Linked DNA regions of Oryctolagus cuniculus: region 2 is linked to region 1. A link is a contact called in public Hi-C data. All regions are on one chromosome and are shown on one strand. The core of a region is the stretch at or near the end of the contact, and the rest is flanking DNA. Distances in the headings are between cores, read along the strand shown.

Region 1 (2,700 bases), core at 11-2,510:
CTTGACACCACTGCAGTGTCTTTTCTTTTTAAAGATCTATTTATTTGAAAAGCAGAGAGAGAGAGAAGGCAGGAGATGAGAGAGATCTTCCATCCATTCCCAAATGGCTGCAACAGCCAGGTCTGGGCCAAGGCGGAAGCCAGGATCCAGGAACTCCACGCTGGTCTCCCCCATGGGTGGCAGGGCGCCCGGCGTCCAGGCCACCCTCTGCCTGACCCTGACGCGGAGCAGCTGGGACTTGAACTGGCACTCCAGTACGTATGGCGTGCCAGGGTCACGACCGGCGGCTTGGCCCTCTCAGCCATAACGCCAGCCCCCACTGCAGGTTCTCTGGCGGAGAAGTGAACAGATGAAGAAACCAGCCTGGGAGTGGTGTTCGTGTGTGCACGGTGGGCAAGGGTGAAGGCTGGCAACGCGGTACCAGCGGTTCAACAGCTGCTTGAGCCACGCCTCCCGTCGGAGCCCCGGGTTCGAGTCCTGGCTGCTCTGCTTCTGACACGGCTTCCTGCGAGTGTGCCCGGGGTGGGAGTCACTGGTGATGGTTCCAGTGCTTGGGCCCCTGCCCGCCCCGTGCGCGAGACCAGGACGGATTCCCGGCTCCTGGCTTTGGCCTGGCTCAGACCTGGCCCGAACGCTGCCGCCAGCTGGGCTCGGCCGCTCTGCCTGTCAAATAAATCAACCTTACAACAACAAGCCAGGCCTGCTCCTTACTCTCCCCTCCGGGGAACAACGGGGCGCCTAGCCGCGCAGCCTCCCCAGGGAAAAGCACGCTGGACGCTCCACCCGCGGACGGCGAGGAGGACGGGCGAAGCAGACACACCTGCGCGGCGCGCAGCAGCCGCAGCCCGAGCACCGCGGGCGGACACACGCACGCGCGGGCCGCGGCCGGGCGCTGGCCAGCCGCATTCCTCGGCCCCCTCCTTCCTCGGGGAGGCCCCCGCCCCGACCCTCCAGCGGCCGCGGCTCCCCTCAGGCCGACGGCCGGGCGCACGGGGCAGTGCCAGCGCCGGACGAGGCGTCGGCGTCCGCAGCAACGGGCGGAGGACTCGGCGCCCGGCAGCACGCGGAAGCCTGGCCCCTACCCGGCCCTCGCCGGTCCGGCCTCGGGCGCCTCCCCCTCGCCCCGCTGACCGAGCCTCCATCCCGCTCGCTCCCAGCCCGGCCTCCTTACCTGTCTCGGCTCCACGCGCTCGCCGTAACCTCGGCAACGCCGGTCGGGGCGCCAACACCGCTGCCGTAAAGCGGCACGGCCGCAAAGCTAGCCGACTGCGCAGCCGCAGAGCTCACGGGCGCGCCCCTCGGCTGTTGGCGGAGTGCGCCTGCGCAGGCCTGTAGGCGGGGCCCTTGTGCACCTGGCTCGCCTCCTCGCGTGCTCTCTAACCCGGGCGGCGCGAATTCTGGCCCGAGATGACACGGACAACCCCTCTGTACAGATGCTACGCTCCTTTCACTCCCCCTCACAAACCCATTTCACAGACGAGGCGCGCAGTCGCCTGTCCAGTGTCACCCAGTGACACCGTTACAGGTCATGGAGCTGAGACCTAGAGTCCTCGCCCCCCGGAGGCACGGGACCCTTGAGGCCACCAGACCTGGGGGAAAGGACCCTCTGAGGCCGGCCCTGAAGGCGGCCCCTGCTTTCTCTGTGTGCAGCGCGGCCCCGGGCGCACCTGTCGGGCCCCCGCAGACACCTGTGCGCCCCGGCTGAACCACAGCCCGGGAATTCTGAGGTGTCGCCGCCACCTCCCTTGGTCCCAGGGGGGCTGTGAGTTGCAGGTCCGACGAGAGGCCGAGACCACAGCCGGGGTCTCCGCCTCCCGGCCTGGCACCCGTCGTTTCGGGATTTGGGATTCACTGGTTATGGGATTTCAGGTGACGTCACCTGGAGCCCTGTCCACCCGGAGGGTTGGGAGCAAAGCCACTGAACAAGAGATTCTTCCCCAAGATTTTCTCCTCGACGTACAATCAGTGTTTTAAACTTAAAAGAGGTATTTGGAAGGCACCGGGACAAAGAGAAGTAGAATCTTCCACGCGCTGGTTCGCTCCCCGAATCCCACCATAGCCAGGGCCGGGCCAGGCTGAGCCAGGAGCTGGGAACACCATCTGGGCCTCCCACGTGAGGCTCGGCACTGGGCCATCGCTGCTGCCTCCCGGGGTGCGTTAGCAGGAAGCCGGATCGCAAGCCGAGGTGGGACCAGCGCCAGCCCCTCCAAGGTGGGTGCAGGGGTAACCAAGCAGCTGCCGGCCCGGCTGTGCCACCAGGCTCGCCCCTCACCGTACATTTGTAAATAACCTTTTCTCATCATTTTTCAGGTTTTCCCCGAAGCGGACAGGACCGTGTAGTGCGTGGTCTCCGCACCCCCGCATCTTGGATGGACATCTTGCGTCTTTAACTCACTCAGTAGATGCTGCTGGCCCCCTGCTGGACGGTTTTAAAACAACCCCAGAGAAGCGGCATTTAAGTCCGCAGCGCCGAGCGATAAGGAAATGCTGCGTCACGCGTGCATGGCATAGCTTCACACGCACGACTGTCACTGTTCCAGATAGTTCCGTTCTGCAAACAGCCACTCAGTGAAGGCTGGGGAGCAGAGAGCTGGCTTCCTGTGAACCTCCCGCCACAACGTTTGCATCAGCTGACCAATGCACAACCTGGTTTTCTGTGTTTCTGTTTAAAGACGCCTTACATAATCCTCGCGCACGGTC
Region 2 (2,700 bases), core at 63-2,562, 150 kb after region 1:
TTAACCTAGTGTGCCATGGCACTGACCCCTTAATCAGCATTTTTAAAAAAGACTTATTTATTTATTTCAAAGTCAGAGTTACACAGAGAGAGAAGGAGAAAAAGAGAGAAAGAGAGAGAGAGAGAGAGAGAGAGAGAGAGAGAGAGAAAGGTCTTCTATCCGCTGGTTCACTCCCTAGTTGACTGCAACAGCTGGGCCAGAGCTGTGCTGATCCGAAGCCAGGAGCCAGAAGCTTCCTCGGGGTCTCCCATGAGGGTGGAGAGGACTTGGGCTATCCTCTACTGTTTTCCCAGGCCATAGCAGAGAGCTGGATCAGAAGTGGAGGAGCAGGGACTCGAACCGGAGCCCATACGGGATGCCAGCACTGCAGGCGGTGGCTTCACCCACTATGCCACAAGCGCCACCCCAGATCAGCATTTCTTAAGCTTCACTAATACATGAGTCTCTTTAAAATTAGAAGAACAATCCTACAGACCTGCCAAAGCTGTGCCTTCCAACTCCTCAGAGATGTAATAAACCCAGGGTAAAAAAATGCATACAAGAAAGCAAAGTCTCAGTCCATCAAAGTATCCTTGAATTGTGATGTGTGGGCCCGAGAGTGATTTTTTTGGATTATCATGGACATGAAAACACAATATTTAAAAATTTCAAAACTCTAAGAGCCCAAAAATACATTTGTGGATCTCCAGAAATCTGAGGATCCCAGTTTGAGAAAAGATGGTCTAAAATGTCTCATTCTGAGGAAATGGATGTTTATCTTCTGAAGTGCTTCTCAGTGAATCATTCCCTACTTGTGGACTCATTAAACTGCGATTTGGGAAAGAATACAAGAGATTCCACAGTCTTAAAGCATCCAGAAAATGTTCTTATTTGAAGAGAGACAGCTTCTTGGGTTCTGATTTTGGAAACAGCACAAAAAGCCTTCGACGTTAATCCCGTGTAGTGGCGATGGGGAGGTGACCGGAAGCATCGACCTGTGCTCACATATCTTTGACTACATTGAGAAGCATGTGAGAAAGTGGATTAAAAAGCAAGAACAGAAAGGCAAAAGGTACACAACTCAATTAAAAATAATACAGGACCTGAACAGACACTTCTCCAGAGAAGATGTGCAAAGGGTCAGAAAAGCACATGAAAAGCTGCTCACCATCACCAGTCATTAGGGAAATACACAACAAAACCACAACCAGAATGCAACCAGACAGCCATTACACAAAAATACAATCATGGGGACAACAGCCTAGCAGTTATCCCAAATCAGAGAACCTGGGTTCAGCACCTCTATCTAGCTCCTTTTTCCTACTTCCCGGCAATGCAGACCCTGAGAGCTAGTGGTGACGGCCCTCGTGGTTGGGTTGCTGCCACCCACATGGGAGGCTTGGATTGAGTTCCAAACTCCCGGTGTTAGCCTGGCCTAACCCTAGCTGTTGGGGACATCTGGGGAGTATACCAGTGGGTAATAGCTTGCTCTCTCTCTCTCTCTCTCTGCCTCTCAAATTCTTAAAAATAAAGTAAAAAAGTTTAAAAAGTGTTGCTAAGGATATGGAGTCATTAGAACCCACTCATATTGCTGGTGGGGATGTGGAATGGCGCAGCAGCTGTGGAAAACAGTTTGGTAGTTCCTTAAAAAGCAAAACATAGAATTACCATATGACTCATCAATTCCGTTTCTAGGAATACACCCAGAAGAACTGAAATCACGGGCTTAAACAAGTACTTGAACAGCAATGTTCATTGCAGCATTATTTGCAATAGCAAAAGGTGAAAACAACCTAAGTATATATATCAACGGATTAACAAAGCTTGGCACATCTATGTGGTGGTAGAATATTCAGTCCTAAAAAGAAATGGCATTTTGACACATGGGTGAACCCTGAAGACACTGTGCTTACTGAAATAAGCCATATAATCTCATTTATATGAAATAATTGGCATAGGAAAATTCAGAGAGACATAAGGAAGAGAAAAAATCACAAGCTAGGGGTGGATGGTAGGGAAATATTTTCTAATGGACACAAAGTTTCAGTCTGGAGTGATGAAAAGTTTTCAAAGTAGAGAGGGGTGATGGCTACACAATGCTGAATATAATAAATGCCGGTGCACTTAAAGTGGTAACTTTTATGTTAAATAAGTTTACCATGATTTAAAAAAAAAAATGACAGAAGGTAGGCAGCTTCTTATTTACTAGTCAGACATCTGCACTGCCCATCTGCTCATGAGCGAAGATGCAACCCTGTCTTCAAGAGAAAACCTTGTTCTACAATCAAAGATTTCAAGAATTAGCATCAGTAAGTGTACGACTAACAACTTTTCCACCTGCTTCTTTCGGAGTTATGGAGGCTTCCTTAACTGGTGTATGTCCACCAAGCAGTACCAGCTTATTAGTAATCACTGTCAGTGATGGATGCTAAAGGCCTCGAGGGTAATATAAAAAATGTACACATTCTGATTTCCTTCGTTCCTTTTTAACTCCCTCTAGTGGAGTTTATGACAAGTGGTGAAATGACCACCAGAAGCAGGAGAGAAAAGTGAGAATTCAGCTGCTCTACGGGAAACGTTTTCAGAACAGAATGTAAGACTGCGGTATCTCAATCTCAACCTTACAGTAGCAGTACAGAGCTTTTACCAGTGTCATTTAGATACTCAAGAATCACTCTTCATTGCGCAGTTTGTTTGCTTCGTTTCTGACAACATACGGTC

What was found. Hi-C and Micro-C count contacts between places; a contact is called where the count stands out from the background.
Region 2: a contact with region 1 is called in a Hi-C map of an unstated tissue, with 4 times the contacts expected there. The contact joins the enhancer-like site here to the promoter of TSEN2 in region 1. A contact is called at or near these places in 2 of 6 Hi-C or Micro-C datasets (ear pinna and an unstated tissue).

Annotation. Positions count from the first base shown.
Region 1 is chr10:114,769,730-114,772,429 of mOryCun1.1, forward strand. It overlaps TSEN2 (tRNA splicing endonuclease subunit 2), which reads right to left and starts at 1,261. Exons shown (of 12, transcript XM_051851720.2): 1 at 1,172-1,261.
Region 2 is chr10:114,915,164-114,917,863 of mOryCun1.1, forward strand. All of the region lies in intron 2 of PPARG (peroxisome proliferator activated receptor gamma), which reads right to left. Among named protein-coding and RNA genes, the nearest start is that of PPARG, 36 kb to the right of the region's middle. Within about 2 kb of position 1,313, at least 1 of the 8 cell types and tissues checked has an H3K27ac peak or open chromatin away from gene starts, as enhancers often do. A contact at or near this core is called in ear pinna, where this site is marked.